Regions from separate parts of the Mus musculus genome. Here all the other regions are linked to region 5. Evidence: chromatin contacts called from public HiChIP or PLAC-seq and promoter capture Hi-C data. All regions are on one chromosome and are shown on one strand. The core of a region is the stretch at or near the end of the contact, and the rest is flanking DNA. Distances in the headings are between cores, read along the strand shown. Region 1 overlaps Tns3 (tensin 3). Region 2 overlaps Pkd1l1 (polycystic kidney disease protein 1-like 1). Region 3 has its middle 380 kb from the start of Tns3. Region 4 has its middle 330 kb from the start of Gm27393. Region 5 holds the start of Igfbp3 (insulin-like growth factor binding protein 3). Region 6 has its middle 240 kb from the start of Tns3.

The links. Promoter capture Hi-C pulls out the DNA fragments that hold promoters and counts their contacts. HiChIP or PLAC-seq counts read pairs in DNA pulled down with a chosen protein or histone mark.
Region 1: a promoter capture Hi-C map of embryonic stem cells shows a contact between it and region 5, with 4 times the contacts expected there. The contact joins the enhancer-like site here to the promoter of Igfbp3 in region 5. A contact is called at or near these places in 6 of 39 promoter capture datasets (the 3T3-L1 cell line, cranial neural crest, embryonic stem cells and 3 more) and 2 of 115 datasets of contacts at active chromatin or transcription factors (embryonic forebrain and pancreatic cancer cells).
Region 2: a contact with region 5 is called in an H3K4me3 HiChIP or PLAC-seq map of embryonic forebrain, with 18 times the contacts expected there. The contact joins the enhancer-like site here to the promoter of Igfbp3 in region 5. A contact is called at or near these places in 6 of 39 promoter capture datasets (the C10 cell line, embryonic stem cells, hematopoietic stem and progenitor cells and 2 more), 2 of 15 datasets of contacts at CTCF or cohesin (embryonic stem cells and stem cell-derived epiblast-like cells) and 4 of 115 datasets of contacts at active chromatin or transcription factors (astrocytes, embryonic forebrain and stem cell-derived neural progenitor cells).
Region 3: a promoter capture Hi-C map of the C10 cell line shows a contact between it and region 5, with 15 times the contacts expected there. The contact joins the enhancer-like site here to the promoter of Igfbp3 in region 5. A contact is called at or near these places in 12 of 39 promoter capture datasets (the C10 cell line, the HPC-7 cell line, HPC-7-derived erythroid cells and 6 more), 27 of 484 Hi-C or Micro-C datasets (the G1E-ER4 cell line, LSK cells, the N1E-115 cell line and 14 more), 4 of 115 datasets of contacts at active chromatin or transcription factors (embryonic stem cells, epiblast stem cells and stem cell-derived neural progenitor cells) and 1 of 9 other capture datasets (pancreatic islet).
Region 4: a contact with region 5 is called in an H3K4me3 HiChIP or PLAC-seq map of neural progenitor cells, with 20 read pairs. The contact joins the enhancer-like site here to the promoter of Igfbp3 in region 5. A contact is called at or near these places in 13 of 39 promoter capture datasets (the C10 cell line, the HPC-7 cell line, cranial neural crest and 8 more), 9 of 115 datasets of contacts at active chromatin or transcription factors (embryonic forebrain, embryonic stem cells, fibro-adipogenic progenitors and 5 more) and 1 of 9 other capture datasets (liver).
Region 6: a contact with region 5 is called in an H3K4me3 HiChIP or PLAC-seq map of forebrain, with 26 times the contacts expected there. The contact joins the enhancer-like site here to the promoter of Igfbp3 in region 5. A contact is called at or near these places in 3 of 39 promoter capture datasets (the C10 cell line, cranial neural crest and embryonic stem cells), 1 of 484 Hi-C or Micro-C datasets (embryonic stem cells) and 6 of 115 datasets of contacts at active chromatin or transcription factors (embryonic forebrain, embryonic stem cells, forebrain and 2 more).

The regions. Positions count from the first base shown.
Region 1 is chr11:8,657,802-8,661,789 of GRCm38.p6, forward strand. The region is part of intron 1 of Tns3 (tensin 3); the gene reads right to left. Among named protein-coding and RNA genes, the nearest start is that of Tns3, 4.7 kb to the right of the region's middle. Within about 2 kb of position 1,525, at least 96 of the 459 cell types and tissues checked have an H3K27ac peak or open chromatin away from gene starts, as enhancers often do. A contact at or near this core is called in embryonic stem cells and pancreatic cancer cells, where this site is marked.
Region 2 is chr11:8,862,450-8,866,391 of GRCm38.p6, forward strand. It overlaps Pkd1l1 (polycystic kidney disease protein 1-like 1), which reads right to left. Exons shown (of 52, transcript XM_017314870.1): 38 at 3,643-3,727; 39 at 3,033-3,209; 40 at 1,354-1,472. Among named protein-coding and RNA genes, the nearest start is that of Gm40814, 56 kb to the right of the region's middle. Within about 2 kb of position 1,687, at least 47 of the 459 cell types and tissues checked have an H3K27ac peak or open chromatin away from gene starts, as enhancers often do. A contact at or near this core is called in embryonic forebrain and stem cell-derived neural progenitor cells, where this site is marked.
Region 3 is chr11:8,283,325-8,286,998 of GRCm38.p6, forward strand. No RefSeq gene overlaps it. Among named protein-coding and RNA genes, the nearest start is that of Tns3, 380 kb to the right of the region's middle. Within about 2 kb of position 2,122, at least 5 of the 459 cell types and tissues checked have an H3K27ac peak or open chromatin away from gene starts, as enhancers often do.
Region 4 is chr11:8,214,421-8,218,423 of GRCm38.p6, forward strand. No RefSeq gene overlaps it. Among named protein-coding and RNA genes, the nearest start is that of Gm27393, 330 kb to the left of the region's middle. Within about 2 kb of position 1,386, at least 22 of the 459 cell types and tissues checked have an H3K27ac peak or open chromatin away from gene starts, as enhancers often do. A contact at or near this core is called in heart atrium, neural progenitor cells and stem cell-derived neural progenitor cells, where this site is marked.
Region 5 is chr11:7,212,148-7,215,817 of GRCm38.p6, forward strand. It overlaps Igfbp3 (insulin-like growth factor binding protein 3), which reads right to left and starts at 1,776. Exons shown (of 5, transcript NM_008343.2): 1 at 1,238-1,776. The coding sequence starts at 1,643.
Region 6 is chr11:8,422,417-8,426,011 of GRCm38.p6, forward strand. No RefSeq gene overlaps it. Among named protein-coding and RNA genes, the nearest start is that of Tns3, 240 kb to the right of the region's middle. Within about 2 kb of position 2,010, at least 83 of the 459 cell types and tissues checked have an H3K27ac peak or open chromatin away from gene starts, as enhancers often do. A contact at or near this core is called in forebrain, pancreatic cancer cells and stem cell-derived neural progenitor cells, where this site is marked.

The DNA of each region.
Region 1 (3,988 bases), core at 275-2,774, 1.4 Mb after region 5:
CATGGAGTTTATCATAGAAATCTTCCTAGGAACATGACTAACTAGGGTCCACCCAAAAATCTACCTGCAAAGATGTACACCATTTACGACCAACAGAGAGAGACAGACAGCTGAGCCCCACTAGCCACACTAAATGCACATACTGTCAATAGCAATCCAGCTTGCACGGTTATTTTCAAACTGGAAAATGCTTAAGCTGCCACAGTGTTCTTTTTAAAGGATCTGGGCTTGGTCAATTCAAAAGGCGCAGGAAATACAAGGCGCCCACCAGTGGACTCAGGGTTTCTGGGAATTGTGTTTTAAACATCCCTGCAAGGGCCAATAGACTATGATTTTATTAGAAGCTGGTGGAACTTTCAGGAGACCAAGAGGGAAGGCAAGTCACTGCAGGTGTGTCCTTGAAGGGGATATTTGGGACCCTTTCTTGTTGGCTTTGTTCCCAGGTTGCCAGGAAGTGAACTCCCTGCCAAGCTAACTGCTTCCTTCCTACAGGCTTAAAAGCAAAGACGCTGACTGACGACTGACTATGGACTGAACTCCCGGACCACATAAGCCAAAATGAAATGTTCCTCCCTGTCACAGACTTCCTTGGGTTTGTTTGCACTAGGACGGAAAGCTGACCGAGAGGATGCCAAAATTCCTTAGCATTTTCCCAAGCTACAATGATGGCAGGTTTTATAGAAACATAGCCCAAAACGCAGCTAGATAAAAACCTCATCTATTGCCTCAAGGGTAAAACTGAGGAGGATTTGAAAACACATTCCCAAACAGCCCCCGAGCGCCAACCCAGCCCCCACCCATATGTGAACCACCTATCTATGAAGCCTGCCTTTCCTCCACCCCTGAGCACCTGACTCTATAGGTGTTTTCACAGGCGTCAAACTGAACACACCTGTCCCTATCACTGGGATGAAGCCATTTATCATTCTGATCTCCCTGTGGAAACCTGCCCTCATTGTAGCTTGGGAAAATGCTAAGTGTCTCCTCCCAGGCAGGGGGGTCTTACAACACCTTCAAACCAGGAAATTCTTCCAGTCACAGGCCAGGAGCTTCTCAGACCCATTCAGAAGGAGAATTCAGCACAACCAATACTCTGGTTGGATCTGGAGCCAGCAAGCAGCAAGGGTCACAGTCACACAGGACCCTGCTGTCTGCTCAAGTGCCTGACTGCAGGAGAGGGCTGCTGAAGCCTGGGTTTTCCCTCAGGTCTGTGTGGTGCCAGAGGTTGATCTGTTTATTTCCCTGAGCACATTTCTGATCTACTTCAAAATGGCCAGTGAGGAGTAGGTGAGTGAGGAAGTCTCTAAGAAAGGTGAGGGATTACCAGAGTAGAGAGGAGCGCCAGGACCAGGCCGAGGGAGGCCTTTGTTCTGGAAGGAATGTGCACAGGCTCAGACACCCTGGCTAATGGCCCAGTGTGGCCCCAGGGCTGCCCGCCCGCCAGCAGGCCAGATGTGGGCCTGTACAGTTTATTGTGGGCCCACCGTGAGGCTGCAAACTGCAGCTGTGCTCCAAGGTAATGAGAGCCAGGATTCCTGAACCCTCTGGAGGGAAATAACTGGCTCCTGTGGGCCTGGAGTAGGCTGGGCTCTTCTTCTGTAAAAAGAGAAGCAACTCGCAAGGCCCCACCCATGATTTCAGAGTGATTTCTTTTTTATCTCCCAACTACTGGATTCTGAAACATTAAAAACATCAGGACTTGGTTCCATTAAAACTACACACAAGGGCTAAAGAGATGGCTGAGGTTAAGGCTTTTGCTGCTTTTGCAGGGGATCTGGGTTCCATTCTAGCACCCACACTGTGGCTCACAACCACGTGGTTACGGCATACGTGTGATGTACATGAATATATATAAAATGCAAATAGGTATTTTAAAATATGTAAATAAATAAAATGTACACACGAGGTGTCCTATCACACTGTCTGCTAAGGAGCATTACCTATTGTCTACTTGGAAGTATCCCCTGGTCTATGGGGTGTGGCCTGCATGTCAGTCATCAGCAGGCACTCAGGTTGAAACTTCCTGGCAGCCGTATCTTCCAAACAGAAACGAAGGCAGGTTGTAAGGGTATGTGGCTGAGATTATCTCTCTCCAGAGAGAAGAGGAAGAGGAAGAGCCAGTAACTTAATGTGCCATAATTAGAGCGGAAAGGAAGGAAGAGGAGATGTAAAGAAAGGCTGGCCTCAGTGTCCGAGGAAGCAGCTGGGACCAGAGTTCTGGCTGCAGTATCTGAGCCAAGCTGGTCCATTCAAGGAGAGTGAGGCATTCCCTCCCAGCGACTGAGGAAGTCCCCTCTTTGAGCAAGCAGTCACGCTGTGCAGACATTGGACTCATCTAACAGCACACGGTGTGGGCAGACTACTCACCCTCACTAACACTTGCTGTCTCCTCCCGACAGTGAAGAAAATCAACATGGAAAATCAGACTACGAGCAGACAGAGACGCTGGCGTAAGCCACAAGCACTGGGGAATGTGACACTCTCCCCAGCTTGGGATGGACGCACAGATAAAGGTCCCACCCTTTCACTGATGCCTCCTAGGGGCACCTGAACCCATCCGGAACAGGTACTCCACAGGGAAACTTCCAGATCACTGGCATAACACTTTCAGCATAACCCTCCTTCATGAAGTTTGCCCGTTTGGGACAAAACGCATTAAAGCCAGCTTACCGCTCTCTTTTTAAAAGATCACTATAGTTTTTACGAATCTTTAGATCATTATTATGGCCCTCAAGTGGCTACTTTGGGCCAGAAAGATGTCTCCGCAGGTAAGAGTATTTGCCCGATGACCTGAGATCAGTCCTGAAACCCACATCATAAAAGGAGAGAATGGACTTCAGCAACTTCTCCTCTAGCCTTCACACACAGGTCAGAAAATACATGGATACGTACACGCATGCATACAGGCATACGGACATAGACACACTTCATACAGAATAAACAAACAACCAAATATAAAATATTAAGAAAATAAATTTTTCCCCTGGAAAATTCTGGAGGCCCCTGATTTGTGTTGTCTTCTATTTCTTAAACAAGATGGCCCTGATCGTGGATTACCCATCCTTCCCTGGTTCCCCCCTGTGGCAGAAGCAATCGACACTGGTCATCTGTGCTGCCACATGAGGAACCCTAAACACAGCTACACTGGGACGGGTAAAAAATAAAAACCAGAACCAGGCACAGCAGGTCATGTCTGTAATTACAGCACTCGGGAGGCTGAGGCAGCAGGATTCACCAAAAGTTCAAAGTCACATGAGCTGTAAAAACAAAGTAAGTGCCTAGACACTCTCTGAGAATGCACTGTGCCACACAACAGTTTGTGCCACAGGAAGACCTGCCACACAGACACTGAGGACCTCCCCAGGGACTCTGTGTGCAGGACCATGTTCCTTACCACAACAACAGACATGCTCAAAACACTCTTGATGCAGAATTCAAAACAAAGTTCCCAGAAGCTTGGGGAATCTGCGTCTTCTACTTTTACGAGTAACAGGCATCAAGGAAATGAATGTCCCTGCCCCTAAGCTGCACTCAGCAAACTGTGAGTGTACAGAAAATGGTGGAGGAGGGGTGCAGATATGACAGAATGGGATCCCCCCCTTTTTTTTTCAAGACAGGGTTTCTCTGTATAGCCCTGGCTGTCCTGGAACTCACTCTGTAGACCAGACTGGCCTCAAACTCAGAATTGACCTGCCTCTGCCTCCCAAGTGCTGGGATTAAAGGTGTGCACTACCACTGCCTGGCGCCCAAATTTGGTCTCAATGTAAGAGAATGGATGCATGAGTTTTGAGACTTACTTTGTTTGTTTCCTTCTGAAGTCCTGGTTATTGAATCCGAGTTCTCACATGCTACACAAGTGCTCCACCAAAAGATACAGCCAATCCTCGGGGGTTTTGAAATGCAGTACATACTCCTTCTCACCTACGCTAAGGAGTTTAAATGCCATTTCCATGTGGAGAGTCCACTGAGGATACATAGGCTTCACCGT
Region 2 (3,942 bases), core at 437-2,936, 1.7 Mb after region 5:
TACATAAAGAGTTAGCTTTGTCCCATTCTGAGCCTGTTGTCTCTAGCTGTGTTTTTGGTTGTCCACCTTGGTGTGGACACTGCTTGTGGCACTCTTAGCATGAGGATTTGGCCCAGGAGCTGGGTTTCTCAAGGTTGATTTGCTCAGCTCGGCAAGCTCTGTGGACATCAGCTACCCAGTGTTCCAGACGTTACACAGGCCTGTGAACTGGGGTTGCGTGGCAGCGCAGTCCCTGGTGTGACCCCTCTCAGTAGCTCCAGATCCACCCTGTTCTCAGACACCTAGACATCTACAGTCCCCTCATGTCCTGGTCTTGAGCAGGGCAAGTGGGTACTGCAGGGCACTGGCTACACAGTGCTTAGTGTACCCATGTGACTTCAAGGTGTGTGTGTGTGTGTGTGTGTGTGTGTGTGTGACTTAGGTCTGCCATTCATGTTTTTGGTGGGTTTGGTTCCTTGTTTTTATGGGCAGCCTGAACAAATGTAAAAGTCTTTGTCAGTGTTTTATCTTTTCAGAATTCCTTTTTCACTCACTTTACATTTGACATTGGAATAATGCCATGGTTCTCTTCTTTGGAGAAGAACCTGTCTCAGGACCTGTTCTTTACATAAGAGAGCTGAGTACGTGTGGGGGATGAGGAAGGGTTTTTAAGAGAGACAATAAACTGGAGGGGACACTGCATACTTTAATGACATCACTGTGGGAAAAACATCTGGAGCTTCTAGATTCTTGATGGATTCAGGAAGCCTAGAACCTGGAACTCGGAACTGGGAGACATGCATGGACTGGTCCTTGCAGAGGGTTCCTCCAGGAACTGCTTCCAGTATCTACCACAGATGGGCAGGGGAATGGGTACCACTGACAAAGAAGCCTGACTGAAGTCAAGTTTGGAGATGGTTGTCTCAGTATCATAGTTACTAACTTTGATGCTTTATCTAAATATTTGAAGTGGACTTTGAGTTGATCTCCAGAACATGTCTGTGTAAACTGTACTGTTGACTTATTTTAGAATACTGGTCCCTGGGCTCATTCAATGCCTATGGAGAGGTACACCAGTTGCTCTTGGACTTTCATAGCCCTGTGTAGCCAGCTGGAGGAGCACAATTCGGGGTCTGGTGTTGGGCACAGTGTGATGTATGTGAGTCTGTGTGGCTGATGGAGTTGAGGTCAGAGCTCTGGGCCATGGATATAACCAGAACACTTTCCTTCCTTAAATGCAGTGTCTCTGTCCCTCACCCTCTGGCACGGGCTGAGACATGGGAAAGGATTTTCCCAAGTGCAGGATCTCTTATCATTCCCTCTAAAAAGAAGACAGGGCCAGAGGAAGACCATTGTATTCTGGCCTTCACCTACCTCAGGGCTGCCTGCATGATGCTCTCTCTCCTCAGTCTCTCCCCGGTCACTCTGAGCTTAGCCTTGGATGGTGTCTGAGCCCAGCGCAGGTGGCGTTCTCGTTGTCGGGTAGCCAAGACCTGTGACAGAAGGGGGGCACCATCATACTGGGGTCAGCATTGGAGAAAGAGAGGCTTTTGGTGTCCCTGCCAATCCAAGAGCTGTCATCATTGCTCTCTGCATTGCATTCAGGGGGACAAAGAGGGACTTTGTGTAGTTAACACACACTGTGTTGTTGGGGAGGCGATGCGAGATGAAGTAGACCCATTTGAAAACTCTGCTCATGTCCCAGGCCAGCTCTTTTGGCAAGGACTTCATCTGGGCCTTTAGAAAGCACAGCTACACAGGAGAGACACGTTCACTGCTGCCCAGTCACAGGGGCAATTGCCTTTGGTATTTGCATACTGCTTTCTGTTAGAGACCTTCAAAGACTGGAAAACTGAGTTTAAAGCAGCTTGTTTTAGCATGAATGATCTTTGTTTTGTTTGCCTTGTGTAATAAAAGCACCATTGCTTCCATGTTGTAGCGACGTGTGTTCATGGGCAGGACTAACTGTAGCTAAGAGGCAAACCCATGGGAAATAGTCACCCATTCATTTCTCACTCATCTGCTTAGCCATTCTAGGCACGTTCAGAGAGCAGCCCCTGGGCCCCTCAGTCCTTCCTCACAAAGCTGCTGGGCTTCTAAGAAATACAGAGCAAAAGCTGTGAAGTGAAGCTTGGTGGTCGTGGTTCAGATATGTCCTATGTGCTGAGGACTGCAAGTATGGCCGAGTGCCTGGGAGACTCAGCAGGTAGAGCATCAGGACTTTAAGGTGATGGCAGACACAGGGTTGGAGAGTTGATCCTGATGAGGATGGAGCTCCTCAAAGGCTTCTTGGTTCTGAGGCTAGGACTACCCTGTGGCCTCAGGGTTGGACCCAGTTGTCTGGGCTACCAGAGCAAGAAAGAGCCTTGGAGGAAGGCAGCCTGCCGGTGTGTAGAGAATTGGTGGTGAAGGATGGAGTCAAGAAGGCAGGAAACAGTGGGCCTATGGTTGGGATGTGGAGACTGCTAGGTCCGTGTGGAAGTAAGGGAAGAGAGAGGGTGTACATTTCCTATGAAAAGCAAATGATTTAGAAGTTCTGAAACTGTGGTCAGAAATTAGAATTTTCATTAGCCTCTAGAGTTTCTTTTTCTTTTTTTATAATTTTAAAAAATTGTAAAATAAAATAAATACTCCTATTTATTTATATATTTATTTAATGTGTATTGGTATTTTGCCTATGTGCATATTCGTGTGAGGGTATCAGATTCTCCTGGTACTGAAGTTACAGATGGCTGTGAGCTGCCATGTAGGTTTTGGGAATTACACCACAGACCTCTGGAAGAGCCATCAGTTCCCTTAACTGCTGAGCCATCTCTCCAGGTATTACCTCTACATTTTCAAGTGTATTCATTTCCTTGTGGTTCTGATTTCACTGGGATTGGGGTAAATGTAAGGAAAGAAGCTTAAGAAATTCACACACACACACACACACACACACACACACACACACACACAGAGTGGGGCTCCAAAAGCACAGCCAAATTTGAACTAAGGTCTGAATCCCCATCTTCATGGTGGAAGCAGCAGATCCAAACGCTCCCCGTTCTGCTCACCCTTTCAGCCTCCTCAGCAGTGTCAGGACTATAGGAGATAGGAGAAAGAGGAACACGGGTTCTGGAATGTTCTTCCAATTCCAAATCCAGACCCTTGGTCGCATCTTGTAAAGACTCAGTAAAAAACTTGCTGTCATGTTTCCGTTTCCAAGCAAAGACAAGTGCTGCCAAGCAGATCTGGAAGAGAGGTGCCCAGCATCCACATCTGTTTGTGCCCCTCCCACAGAGCCATCTTTCTGGTCTTGCACTGCCAGCTGACTTTATCTCACTTCAAAATAGGTACCAGAAGCCGCTACCCTGAAATCCCCAGTACCTAGTCACCAGGTATGGCCTCCATCAAGAGACTTGCTAGGGGCCTTATGGAACAGATTCATAAACTGAAAATATAAGCAAAATGATTCATCTCTTTTGGGAGTTTTAAAAATAAGGATTCCGAATGCCAGGTTAAGGTGGAGCTACTTAGCCCAGGGCCTGGCTCCCAGATTTTCTTATCACATCTAAGTCAAACTCTAAAGAGAAGCCTCAAATCACCAAAAACGAAGCCCTGTGATCCCTCTCCTCCCTGGTCCCATGTTGACGATGGCACCTCTACCACATTGGGGTTTCTTACCATGAGTGGCTGGGTGATGAATGCGCAGCAGACCAGAGAGAGAAGCAGCAGGTATAGCCACCACATACACTGTGCTGGCACAAACCTGCCCAGGAGAAGGGTCGGTCAGCACCGTCACGGGAGTAAGCTACCCACTAAGCCAGTTATAGCCAGAGGCCATGATGCCTGCACTGCTGGGAGACCTGGGGGTGCTTGCGAAGGGGTTGTGGGAGGGTGCCAGGTCTGCCTGCCCATCAAAGCAGAGTCCTTCCCTGTAGAGGGGACAACCAACCTCCCCGAAACTTCAGGACCAAGAGTAAG
Region 3 (3,674 bases), core at 872-3,371, 1.1 Mb after region 5:
CTCAATTGAGGTCCCCCTTTCTGATAACTCTAGCCTGTCTATCCAAGACAGACACTTTCGTAGGTAATGAGTCTCATTGGAACTGTCATGGTACATGCTAGTGACTCATTGATGTATAGATAAAAGCTTTGACTTTGTGTGCCCAGGACAATTTAGGTGACAGATCCAGATTCGTATGCTGTGAGAAAGAGACAGGCACTGAAGTCAAGAAAGGCTGAACTAATGTGGAGAGAAGTGTCCTGTGAGAAGGAGTCCTTAGCCACTGGCTTGGGGACAGTGTCAGCCAAGGGACATATGAAAGAAAGCGAGTAAAGGAGTGAGAGTAGCAAAATCACATCCATGTAACAAAGCAAAGGAGGCCTGCAAAGGAAAGACTCCATGGTGAGAGTCCTAGAACAATACACAGAAGGTGGACATGAAAAGGGAGAGGTGGATAATCAGAAAATTAGCGTCTATCAGAAAACGTTCTCAGCCACATGGTTGTCTTAAACAAACAAACAAGCAAACAAACAAACGGGAAGAACATAGAGTTTGGTGCTGGTTTTGTAAGAATGAAGGGGGAGTCAGGAGAGACACATGTGGGAAACTCTTTACAGTTTAGATAGGTCTCTCTATAACTTGATTTATAGCCTGAGCAACTACTGGGAGGAAGAAGTTGGGCCACAGAGTGTCTTCATCTAAAGGTGATATTAGGAACCCTCCCTGCCTCTGTTTCCAGTCCACTATGAGACAAGCAAGCCTTTTGTGCCATATGCCCCTGCTGTGGGGTACTGTACTAGCACCAGCCCAAGGCACCAGAACCAGGAACCATGGTCTGGATCGTCTCAAATGTGCGTGCGCTAAAGCAACCTTGCTCTCGTACTCGGGTATATCGGGCATATTGTCATCATCATTATAATAGGCAGTGAGCAGTGTGCCCTTCCAGAAGCTGACTAAAATAAGGAGGAAAGTGCGCTGGGAAGAATTCATTCGACCTCAGAAGCCCAAATCCAATAGAGAAGGCACAAACGAAAAGGGGAGGGGCAGACTGTGGGATATACCCCAAGCAAATATGGGAGAGCTGTGTAAGGATTCCGTAAAACAAATACATCTCAAAAGTTTATTCTGGAGTTCTGGGAGTTCTTCGGACAACAATGACTTTTCCTTTTCCTTTTCCTTTTCCTTTTCCTTTTCCTTTTCCTTTTCCTTTTCCTTTTCCTTTCCCTTTCCCGTTTCCGTTTCCTTTTCCTTTTCCTTTTCCTTTTTCTTTTTTCTCTTTCACTCAGGAGTATTTCTCAAAGGGGCACAGCGTGTGACCTTTCAATGTGCCATTTTGTCCTACTTTGCTCTACTTTGCTCTCGTTGCTCTGAGAAACACCACAACCAAAAGCAACTTGGGGAGGAAAGGGTTTATTCAGCTCACACTCTTGGACCCCATTCCATCATGAAGGAAGGTGAGAGCAGGAACTGTAGGCGGAAGCCAGAAGGTGGGCACTGAAGCAAAGGTCATGCGATAACTCTGCTTACTGGTTTATCCACCTAGCTTCCATACTGCTGCCTTCCTTCTACCTTCCAGGATCATCTTCTAGGGACTACCCACAGCCAGCTGTGCCCCTCCACATCACTTGGTAATCAAGAACGAGCTACACATAGATGTTCTCGTATACCAATCTGATGGAGGTTTTCTCAATTAAGGTTTCCTCTTCCCAGATATATCTAGGTCTGTGTCAAGTTAACAAAGATAACCAGAACCTGCTTCTGTTTACTGTTGACTAGAAAATGATTTATTGTGTCAACCAGACTTCTGCAAGTGATCCTCTGCCCTCCATATGTGTCCTGTGGCATATCACACACACACATACACATGCACATACACACAAATAAAATGGAACAAAATGCCTTATTTTATGTTTAAGAGTAATTATGTATACTTATGGGTACAATGTGATTTTTAAAATATGTTCAGTCAATTTATCAGTAGCATTTAGATTTATGAGTTTTTCAACAAGTAATATTCTTCATGTAAAATTAGTTTGCAATGATTTCCCTGTTGGTCCCTTTGCCGGCCTGCAGGACTGTGCTCTGTAGAGCTTCATTCACCTACTACTGCTGGCACATTCAGAGTACTTCTCTCCATAAAGTGGTTCTCAGTCTTGAGAATCAAGCCAAGTGTGACCAACTCCAAACAGGAACTCAAAGTGTTTATAAAAGAGCTTTGTGGAAGAGAAGGAGAAAAAGGCTCACAACAGCCCAGGCTGGTATGGCCAGCTATGGCTTTAGTTCCAAGGACAAGTTCCCCATATAAATGATGAGGTGTTTTAGAGCTGTGGTCAATTTATTATATAAACTACAGCTAAGACTGCAAACTACCAAGTGCAACATGTCAGTTCTTAATTGCTTAATATCTAATGCCAAGAAAGTATTCCTCACAGAGTCCTTGAAAAGGGAAGCATGTTACAATGCCAGAAGGACTTTTCTAACTCAGCCAAGTACATATGTGTATGTGTATGCCCTTTAGCTTAGCCAAGGTCATCTCGGCTGCAAACCAAACCTACACCTTTCTTCACATTGCCTTCACAGAGCTATTTAATTTAGCAAGGGAAAGCCGAAGAAAAATTATGTCGTGTTTGTGGTTTTTCTTAGCAAACAGTTACTACTAATCCTTCTTTAAATTTAACAGCATTTTCATTTTATATACTTTTGAGTTTAATTTTGAAATATAAGAAACACGTTAAAATTATTTGACATTCTACCATCAAATAATGACACTTGGCACATTCTTTTGTAATACTGATAAATAGGAAAAATATATGTAGAGACATAAAATAAAGTCTTATGGATGTTATTTAATGGGTAAAGATCATGGCATTTTTACATGTACCACTACATATTATTTTGATAGTTATCTATTGATAAATATTTATACAAATCCCAATTCTTACCACTTAACAATTTTATGCACACAAATATGTGTATTCAAATATTTGTCAAGTTTCCTTCACATACCTCTTAAAATCAGGGTGCTCAAAGAGACTGGAAATATTTCAAATAAGATAATAGAATGGTATTTGTGAGCTCATTACTAATAAAACACAATTTCTAAATAATATTCTTGGTTTCAGAGTGGAAACATTTTTTTCCACTACCTATTACCTGCAGAACAAATGATAAAGAGCAGACTGAACAATTGTGGCACAACTACATGTGGTTTTCTGTTTGTTGGCTGGTTGCTTGCTTGGTTGGTTGGTTGTTTTATTGCCCTGACACGTTTGGTCCCTCCCTTTCAAGCTTCCTTCCATGATATAGAATCTGTCAGGGAGGTTCTTGACTGATGTTTCTGGAGCTGTGGTCTCCTTCCTTAGATTGCTAAGTATTTTTGCATAGCTTACTGACAGAAAAGGGATTTAATAGAGGATGTCCCTGATTCCCAGTGTTGCTTATCCTGATTTTGTTTGCAAGTATGAGGGCAAGGCATCAAACAGAACCTACTGTCACTGGGTGGAAAGATAAAGAAAAAAAAATGTGTGTTTGCTCCTTTGTTGTAAGGGCAGAGGGCATGGCTAAGGTGTGTTGGTATCCTACAGCCATTCTGCTGCCCAGTACTAATTGAACCTGACTTTAGTGTTTTCATTAAAGTCAAATACAAGAATCCCAGCCCTTTCCCCAAGAATGAAAGACAGACAGGGTAAGAATGC
Region 4 (4,003 bases), core at 136-2,635, 1.0 Mb after region 5:
TGAATAAGAAGCTTATCCTGAAGGTAGCCTTGCTGTAAAGTACAAAGAGAAGCAGTATGAATCAGCTATGAGCCCGAGTTTAGCATGCTTAAATCCCTGGGCTGCAATCTCCAAAATCTAGGTCAAGAGTTGGGTAAGATGGACAAGTGCCATATTTTCCTTAGGACTTACTGTTTAGCTCACAATGGGAAAATAGTCTAGAAAGAACACAAATAGAAAAACACCATTCCACTATTTTGAGAGAATCTCGTGAAATTCTTTCCTGTACTGAGAACAAAGGGATTCAAATTTGGGTTTCTGTGAGAAGAGAGAACCTGAAAGAAATGCAGAAGAAATTTAAGAAATTTGGAGATGGAATTGAAGCTGTAAGTGGCACTGCCAACATCAGAGTGGATAGGAAGTGGCCTGGAAGTGGCCTAGATGTTGTTCCTAATGAAGATTTGTGTGTGTGTGTGTGTGTGTGTGTGTGTGTGTGTGTGTGTGTGTGTGTTTCATGCATACAGCATTTACAGTTTCAACCCAGGGACCCATGAAGTCTTGTGGGATTTTATCTTTTATTTTCTTTACTGACACTCTCTCCTCCCCTCCCCTCCCCTCCCCTCCCCTCCCCTCCCCTCCCCTCCCCTCCCCTCCCCTCCCCTCCCCTCCCCTTCCCTTCCCTTCCCTTCCCTTCCCTTCGCTCCTCCCATCTTTCTTGAAGCATCACAGCAAATAGATAACAAGCCCTCTCCCATCCAAGTGATACCTCTTCCCATAAAGACAATTTATGTCCATGAAGATTTAGGCTATGGAGAACGTGATGACCACACATCTCACACTGCTGTGGGAGGTTTCTGCAATATTTGGCTTTGGTTGTTAACTTGATGAGAATTAGAAGTATGTGGGCAATTTAGGGCTCACTCTGGGTGCCCAGCTAACTCTATACATCTATGTACTCTATGCATTGAAGTGGAAACTTTATTGCTACTATCAGTGGCACTGGGGCATCTGAAAGTTCCAGTTGCTTTTAATAAAAGGAAGAAAGAAAGGAAGGAAGGGAGAAAGGACAAAGCCCTTGGGCAATGAGATTTTAAGTATAGTAATATATCATTAAAATGCTCAGCAAGCATCTTAGTGTCCTGTACTTTTCTCTAGGTATAGGTGCCCCTGCTCTATTCCAGTGGCTCTCATAAGGGGCCCTAGACAACAATGCAAACATCAGGACCATGTTCAAACAACAGCAAAAATGTTGTCCAACATTAGAAGCATTGGGTTTTAATGATTTTTAGTATTCGATTCCTGTAGCCAAATCATACTTGCTGGGTTAGCTTTCAGAACTTAGAACAAATTGTCATCTAGTAACTTCTAATGATCTCAGCTTGAATGCGTTTCCTGCTCTTAGTGAACTTGGAATGTTCTGGGCTGCGTGTCAAGTGCATTCTCATTGTGTGACTGCCAGAGGGGAAAATGCCCATTGTCGTGGCGATTGCTATTTTTATTTAAATCGCGTTCCAACTTTTAGAAAGTCTTAAGGGTCATAAATGTGCAATGGTGGATAAAGTAGTTTTTTTAGAGTACATTGTTTTCCTTTTTAAAAAAGCAATACATGATCATAAAAGCAAATTTTGAAGACAAAATTTAGAAATGAACAAAATTAATTCCACACAGACATTTTGTTTAGTAAATACAATTCCCATACTCACTTTGGTGACTTTGGAACTCAGTCATGTAGACAAATATGTAGCTTGACAACAGATAAATTCATTGAGTATATATGGGGAGTCACCTTGTACATATCACATTGATATATATATATGTCATATTCATAAAGTCTATCTATACATGAATTGCTTTGTAGAACTACAGATATGGACATATGTACTGCCAGTGTAACACATGTACGTAAATACCAAAGATGATATTGGGAGATATAAATGTATAGCTTTATGCAATGAAATTTTAGGAATCTGCTTTTCCAAGTCTAAAATTCTAGAAAACATGCGTTTCATTTTTCATAATGCTTTTTATCATTATCAATTGAATGAAACTTCAAAAATGACCAAAGCAATGACTAATATTTCATCATTTGGAAAACAGATGTAAGGATATTCTCACTATAATTGACTGCCATGATGAAGTTGTTTCCTGATGAAGACTTGTATTTGGATAATATGAAAACAATCTTCTGTTACAGGAATTATGTGTTTCCCTTGTTAGGATATATATTTTAGAACATGAATTGTTCATTCAAAGAGCATGATCACTTGTTGAGAAATTCTAAATGCATAAAAAGAAAATTATTGTTTATAAGATTGTTTGGTTGACATTCTACACTCTACTCTTTATTCTCTATGAAGAAAACACTACAGTTCTTAGAAAAGAATGTGTTAACATATGTGTGTATATCTTTCTTAATAATAGGTGCTTACTAGGGTTTGGAATTTACCAGAGAGTTAGACAGACCCTGCTGGGCTCTTCAACTATACAATTTCACACAAGCCATATTTGTAGATCAAGAATGAGCCCTAACCCAAGTCCCAACCTTCTGCCTGTGCCCAGAAGATGACAACAACCTTACCAGAGAAGAGAGCCACATGTGGATACCCCCTTTCCCACAAAAGAATGCTGGAAGTACTTGTCAGAGTCAAGTGATTTCAAGTCCCTACAAAGGACTGGACTACAAAGGTAGTTTTACAAAGGCCAGATACTTTGACAGGGATAGTAGCAGCCTCCCCACAAACCAAGGGTCATGAGCTACATCTAAAAGCTTTATAAAGTTCAGGATGGGTACCTGGGTGACTGTCATGCCCACAGGAGGATGGGGAATAATATTCTGGTCTATATGAAACACAAAAGGGTGTGTTGTGTCAATGTCCCAAGGTGCTACCTGGGAACCATGAGACATGGGTCTCAGGTCACAGTGCCAGGGGATATGAGAACAGTGGCCTGACTAGGGGTTATGTGAAGAGTTCTAAGAGCCTGAGAGCATATGGCCAGGTAGAATATGTGATGGAGAGTCAGTGAGTTTGGCAGTCACATACCCAGGACAGGGAAAAGAATTCCCTAAGACACTTGCCTTCCTCCTCTTCCTTAATCCCTCCAGCTATACCTTCAATGTGGGCTGAAACTCATGAAGAATCCCAGAAAGTGACAGTTTAACCTCTCCCACTTACCTCATTGCCACCTGACCCAAGACAGAAAATCTCTGCTGTAGACGCTGGAAACTGGCTTGTCACAAGTACTAGTTTCCAGAGTCAAGCAACTTTCTGTTTCTTGCTCAGATTCTTCATCTGGGGAAAGAGGATTTGGGAGCGCGTTGTACAACGTCATAGTAAACATTAGCAAAGAAAGCTACAGATGCCCCAGGGGTACATAATTTAAAGTGTGACATGAAGGCCACTTTTATGTTTCACAGACATCTGTGTCATCATAGCAGCAGGAAATCCACAGCCTTGCACCACCACACTCTGGGATGAGTACTTAAACGTGGCCTGAGAAAAGAAGCCAGGCAGTTGCTTCTCTCCTGACCCACTCTCCCATGTTGCTACGTGATGCTCAGTGTCTCCCAGCCTCCTCAGAAGTGGCTCAGTGCTCACCTCCTGTGCCTGTGAAGCGAGCCCTTGCCAGAAAACGTGTTGACAACCCAAGGGATGCCATGATTACTCAGAGAGCCCTCTAGGAAGAAGCAGATGAGAGTGCCCTATGGTACAATGCACCAAAGTGTAAGGAAGACTCCAACACTCCCACCTATGGCCTTCTAGGAGCCCTGACAGTGGATAGCCACTAATTACCAATAGGTACATGCCCAGGTATGGAGATTAACCGCAAATGTAATGAAATTTATGAAGAACAGGCAGAATCATGAATGTCTATTTCTACTAACACCAATAAATTCTCCATTGCCATCATGATGGTACCTATGTGAACCAAAAGTACCCTGCATACACAACACTGGTATGATTTCCTGCACACCTGCTCCCCATAGTGTGGCAGTGTTCAACTACTAACGAGGGCTCTCAATCCT
Region 5 (3,670 bases), core at 526-3,025:
GGGATGAACATACCAGGACTTGCCTGTACCCGGGAGTGTAGGTCAGCAGCCACAGAAATCATAAAGAGACTCTCTACCCAGCTAGCCCTGGTCCTGGGGGCTCGATCTGCACCATCTGCCAGCCTGGTGTGGGAAACCGGAGAATTCTAGCCTTCAGATGTTCAGGGCAAGAACTTGACTCACATAACTAAGCGAGACTGGCTAGGAATGCTGGCCATTTAGAGCAACAGCTAAGAATGCTGGCCATTTAGAGCAACAGCTGCCAAATCCATTTAAATGTTTCTGTTTTGTTTTGTTTTTTCCTTAAAGGAACGAAGGATGCCCTTAGAGTGACTGCCTGCTTGGTAGGGCTTGCAGCAGGAGAGGTAACTGTTAAACGTTTGCATTTTTCTCATTGGCGCTGTCGCTGTCCCCACTGCTGCTGCTGCTGCACCTAGGTCGAATTAGAAAGAGTAACATTCCTGGGTCGTACTTCGCATTTCTAGTCTCTGCTTTGGCAGGGAACCGGCCTGAGTCTGCATCCTCTGCACCAAATGCAGTCTCTGAATCTGGAAGGCGCTGCTGCAGAGCATAGGATGGCGCCTATGGGGCCCGAACCGGGCTCAAACCTTTTTGCAGCTCCTGGTGACACTGAGCAGTTTTGAACTTTAGGTTTCACAGTTTCAAAGACACCAGTGCTCTTAATTTCATCTCGTTAGTTTTTGGATAAATTGGGACACAATCCTGCGTTGCCAATTAGCCCGTGCAAATGATAGGATGTTTCAAGACAGGTACTGTTTCCAACAGCGTGGCTGCCTGCAAATACCTTCATGGTCCGGATCCAACCCGGGATTCCTACACTCAAGCTTCCCTGGGATAGACGCGCTCCTTCCCAATTTATGAGGAATGAAAACCCAGGTCAACAGCTGGGTTACACAGACCTAAACCTGGGTATCCCCGCTCAGCGAGGAGACTCTCCAGTGACTGGGATCTGTCCACTGGCAGTCTCCCTTGCTACCCGCTCGTCCTGGCACTGAATTCTACCTATTTTCACAGAGCGCATTTTGCAACTTATAAGAAAAGCTGTACTTTGAGAACCAAGCAAGAGGAAAAATGGGTTCAGTGCCTCACTCCGCCTCCCAGGGTCCATTTTCCAACCTTCAATATGAGCCAAGACAAACATCTGAAGATACACTCCCTGCCACCCTCGTCGGGTCCCAGGGAGTTGCGCGTGGCGCACGTGGCAGGGACAGCTTACCTGGAGCAGGTTGGGAGGGGAGGTAGGTGCTTAGGCTGCCTGCAGCGCTGGCGTTGGCGCAGAACCCGCGGCCATTCAGCAGCGCCCTCAGCGGGTACTGCTCCGCGGGCCGCGGCTGGCAGCGGAGGCCGGTGCCACAGCGCTCCGTGTAGACGCCGCACGCGTCGCCTTCGCGCAGCGCGCAAGTCAGGCAGCAGCCGCAGCCGGGCTCTCGCACCAGCTCCGTGCACGCGGGCGCGGTGGGCGGAGGCGCGCACTGGGACAGCGCACGCGCGTCGCACGGTTCGCAGCGCACCACGGGGCCCGCGCCCACCGCGCCCGCGCCAGCTCGCGCCACCGGCGGTCCGCGGAGCAGAGTGAGGGCAGTGAGCGCAGCCGCCCAGAGCGCGGGGCGCGCGGGATGCATGGCGCCGGGTGGACGGCTCGGTGGAGGGGAGCGGAGTGGAGCACGCGGGATGAGGCGGCGGGATGAGGCGGCGGGATGGGAGCAGCGAGCAAGCAGGTCCTCAGCGCCCAGTCGCCGCTCTAAGCTCGCATCTGGGCAGCCCGGGCGCGCAGGCCGATATATAGAAGCCGGGGTGGCGGAGGACACGCCCCGGAACGGCGAGGGTGGGGGGTGGGCCGGCGCAGGCTCCGCTCCGGGGCCCGCGCCTCCCGACGAAGCGGGAACGAGGACGGGGGCGCGCTGCGCGCGTCTTCACCGGGCACCTGCTCTCTGTGCGCACGCCCTGTATCAGGGCCACCTCTTCACGGGTAACCACAGGCGCTCCAGGCCACCTTGCGTCTCTAGAGTCCCAGCCACTCCAGGGACTCTGGTCTTCTCTTCCTTCAATGACTCCCAGCCAATTTGGCGTCCCGGACCCTATAGCCCCTCCCCCTGGATGGCTGGCTAAGCTGGCCTTTCCAGGGATGGTTTATGTTTGGGAAGCTGGCCCGGACCCATTCAGCGCCTGTGTACTTTGTAAAGTTCCCGCAATGGAATTCCTCGTGTAGGGTATGCTGTATTAGGCATTTCCCAGCGAGAACGCGCAGATCACTTTGAGGTCTGGAGAACCTTAGAGCTCGAGGTTTAAATCTGCACCACGGGCCACTTTAGCTCCCAGAGTCTCAGCACCGCACAACCTCACGCTGACAGCTATGGGCGCAAAGGATTTGCTTTTCAAGGAGGTAGGGACTCAAAATACTCAAATACGTCGTTGCACTTTCCCAGATAGGAGTGAGGACAGTTTTTTTCTTTTTAAAGATGAGAAGTTCCTCTAGTTCTTGTTTGGGAGAATCTTTTTAGCGGACGCATCTGCGTTAAAATAACTACTGAGACACTGAAGCATGCATGATTAGTAGCCAAGCAGCCCTTAAAATGAATACTGTTCACAACGAGTTTTAGTCATCGTTGGACCCCTATACCAACTTCTGATGTGCTCCAGTGCAGACTGGAGTTCTTGCTAATCCGTTCATTCTGACTTGAAATCCAGGCGCAATAGCGCAGCTATTGAGTTCTTTTGTACGAGTCTCTCCAAAGTCTGCACGCTCCTCCTATAGGTGACCAACAGAGGACGCTGGTGGTCCAGAATTGAATCGACAGACTTCGCGGTTTATTTATTTATTTAAAACAATTCGTGGATGAGTGGTGGGAACTTGAGAGACCGACTTGGAAGGAGACTTTCCTGGATACTCTTGAGTTGTTTACCATAGGCTGGGGAGATTGTCTTTGGGGAGATCTGTGCAATTTTATGCAGGAAGCAAATTAAGACGACTTCCCCCACATATCCCTCCGTCTATCATGTATATCTTATCTGGTGAAGTGGACATTCATCCACCCGTGTGTCTTTACATCTCCCTGTATCTGTGGCTCTCTCTACAAATTTATATCCCCTTTAAAAAAATTATGTCTTAATTTTAGTAAAATTTAGTTCTCCCTTATTTGATACTATAAATAAGAATGATAAAATTTTGGACCTTTACAAAGAAAAAAATATGAGACCCGTGAAGGCCAGAGCTGCCAAGACACAGCACCCCCAGTTTTTGCATTATTCCTTCCTCATAGAGTTTAGGTCGTGGCTAGAGTTAACACAGTCTACCAGAAAGTGTCCCAGTTGTTCCTTCTTTTTTCCCTATGTACTAACGCTGAAGAACAGGGCCTCTGACTTCATTGGAAAATTGAAAGAAAAAAATCCCCTAGGGTTACACTTGTTCTTTAAATAACCACAGAGACCTTGACTCCAAAATTAGAACAAGGTTTAGTATCAAAAGTGATTCTAGATGTGGCAGGCCTTCTCTCTGTTCGATACAATGTTACCCACAGAAGCAGTCCAGCACTTTTACCCAGATTTATCATCAGGCAAGGAGACAGGGGACGCCTAGAGTGAATGGCTTCTTGGAAAAGAGAAATCAACTTGGTTCTCTTCACAATAAACTGAGTTCTTCCATTCTTCC
Region 6 (3,595 bases), core at 760-3,259, 1.2 Mb after region 5:
CCCCCAATGGAGGAGCTAGAGAAAGTACCCAAGGAGCTAAAGGGGTCTGCAAGGCTATAGTGGAACAACAATATGAACTAACCAGTACCCCCAGAGCTCATATCTCTAGCTGCATATGTATCAGAAGATGGCCTAGTCAGCCATCAGTGGAAAGAGAGGCCCATTGGTCTTGCAAACTTTATCTGCCTCAGTACAGGGGAACGCCAGGGCCAAGAAGTGGGAGTGTGGGAGGGAGGGGAGTTGGGGGGGAGGGTTTGGGTGACTTTCGGGGTAGCATTGGAAATGTAAATGAAGAAAACACCTAATTAAAAAATAATAATAATAAAAATTTAAAAAATAAATAGTCAATCAAAAATAATAATAATAACTTCTTCTGATACGTGGCTATAGCAGCTCATATAGCAGTTCTAGGTTGGAACTTACTATCTGAAGCCACCTGGATCCATGTTCCCAGCCAATGGTCACTCATATTAGGCTTGGAATAAATGGTCTCCTTTCCTTCCAAGGACAGAGCTGTGTTTTTAGCGGACACACCATACACAATTAAAGGCTGCAGAGCTGCTTTCCAGGACCCATCCATCTATACACACATTCCTCTTGTTTCTTAAACCAACACCAACTGGAAAAGCATCTGTGGATAAAATTTGTTTTCAGCTGAGTTAAAAGCATAGGTCCCCCAAAAATGGCCTGCTCGGGACCATAATCCCTGCTAGGCTGTCAGCAGGGGGGAGAGCTTCAACAGATGTCACCATCCCCAAGGCCTCCGGAGCTCATCGCGCTGTTAAAGGTCTCCTTCACAGGGGATGTCTATGGAAGTCGGGCGGCATAGCAACCATTTTACTCACAAGTGTAAAGTGTTAGAGTATTCACAGTTCACTCTCGCCATGGTTTTAGAGCAGGCCCACTATTCCACAGAGAAGGCGCTTTTGTCTGGTCTCCAGATGCAGAAACACACACACACATACACACACACACACACACACACACACACACACACACACACACACAAATACCCAGAGAACTATGCTTCTGCAGAGGTAATGAAGAGGAAATGGGAATACACAAGGGGGTCAGAAACTATACATACACACACATACACACACATACACATACATACATACATACATACATACATACATACACATATGTCATGGCAGACAGAGCTAGCATTCTACCCACAAGGTTAAACTGCTAGAGCATATTCACATGTAACAGACAAAGAACAGCACCCTCTCTCCTTCCCTTAGAAACCTCCACAGAACCTGTTTCAGCTCCCAGGGGACATCCAAGGAAACATGAAAACACGAGGACAGTGCTTTATGTGCTGGCTCGTGTCGGCTACCTCTGTTCTGGGGGCATGGATGATACTGGATTATTTGTGACACTACTTATGAGACCGACCTCAGGTTTTCAGTCTGAATGTTGGACTTTTTGCAACTCCTGCCATAGTTGGGGTGATAACACCACTTGTTGGAAACATTCCCCCCACTCATTTGATTGTCTTCCTGGCTTCCACACGCCCCGTCAGGTTTCATCTGGGACTAACGGGAGGGCTGAGGCCTGCAGTTGTCAATAACTAGGGAGCTCTAAGTCCAGGGTCTACCATGAAGTTCAGGTCCAACCCAGGCCATAAGCAACAGGGCTTCAGTAACTATACTTTTATCCTCTAAGGCAGTGACTCTTAACCTTCCCAGTGCTGCTATCTTTTAATACAGTTCTTCATCTTATGGTGACCCCACTCCAACCATAAAATTCTTTTCCTTACTACTTCATAATTGTAATTTAGCTGCTGTTATGAGTCCTAATGTAAATACCTGATATGCAGAATATCTGATATGCGACACCTGTGAAAAGGGTTGTGACCATCAGGTTGAGAGCCACTTTTCTAAGGGGACTAATATTTGCCATTACACTCATCCTCCCTTTTAAGCTGGCAACAATTTACAGATTATAAAGACACCCTGCTGTAGGAAGCTATGATAGCCACTAGGGGGCAGGATCACCTCACTGAATTCTCAACAACTGGCTGGCTCCACGCAGCACAAAGCTGGGGGCAGAGGGAGGAGAGCACACTGGTAATGGAGGTTTTGCTTGATTCTTGGCATTAGAAGGCAGCCTGCACTTTGGGGGAAGCCCGGGAAGCGTGCATGCACAAAGAGGCAGGGACTGAGTTCCTGCAGCCTCCTCTGCTGCATTGTTGGTTGTCCTGAGAAGGCAGGATGTAGAAAGCACCGAATGTGAAACAACACATTCGGTGGTGTGAAACAACACATTCTTTGTGTTTTTCCTTTTGCTGGTGGCCAAGGCACAACCCTAAACTTCATGGTCTATGAACGGAGACTGGGCCACTGCCAAGACAGACTGAGAAGCAAGCTACTCAGTGAGCATGACCACCACACTACTTATGCCTTAGAAGCCAAGGCCAATTTGCTGTTTTCAAACCGTTAAAAGCCGGCAGGGCCACTGAACCTGTAGAAAGCTAATCATAAGCCCGTTGTCACTGCAGGAGGTTAGAGATTTATCAGCTCAGAGCACAGAGGAAATTCTTGTTGACTTAGAATTTGAGGTCATATCCTCACCCAGATGGAGGGGAAACATACACGTGTGTGCCCAGGCTAATGATTCCTGGGACTCATCTCAGCGGGTGGCAGCTTGGACACATAAACCAACCAACCATAGTGATGCACTGCACTTAGCAAACAGCAGGCACTTAGCTCGAGTCTGCTCTGCAGACCTAATCTACTCAGTGTAGAGTCAGAACCCAGGAGACCTGGCACGGGGCATGAAACTGCTGAGCCTCTGGTTCTCCAGTATCTGCCCTACAAAGACGCATGCACAGAGCAAGGGTCTGGATGCTCTTTGTCAAAGTGGGGAAGCTTTTAGTGACACAGTGACACTCTTCCTATCCATCTTTGCCCTGCATAACAGGCTGGAAAAGTAGCTTCATTGCACTGATGAGCCAGTCCTGCACGAAGAGGGAAATGCTGGCCAGGCAACACAGCAGATGGATAAAAGATGAGCTCACTTGTCTAGGTAGCCCTGGAATTTAGACCTGGCCTCCTTACGTGCCAGGCTTGAGGGCTCGTCCAGTAAGAAGTGGACAGCCGCAAGCTTCCTTACCCTTAAGTTAAGGAGTTACTGAGACTGTGAAGTCTCTGTACCTCATGAAATGGTGGTAGATGTTTCTAAGACTCTTTAAATGGCTGTCTGAAGTGTTTACAAATAAGAGGTTCATCTCAGGCCCCATACAACACTGAGGGAGCACAATGAATCCAGTATGTGGGGTGAGTAACGAATGGATTGGGGTGGTAGGCCTCCGTGGTGCCCAGCCCAGCCCAGGCTACATCCAGTCATCGCTGTAACACCTTTCATTTCTAGTACAGGCATTTAGACTTATAAATTTCACTCTGGCCACTGCTTTAGCTACACCCCATGGATGCTAGTTTTATTTTCTACGGAACATTCATTTCTATGTGAAACACCAGGCTTCCTTGCCCACTACCTCGGCCCCACACAAACCCTGCTACTTAGAAAAGTGTTCTCTATCTTCCATGTGTGCAGAGACTTTTCTCACCATGGCACTTCATTGATTTCG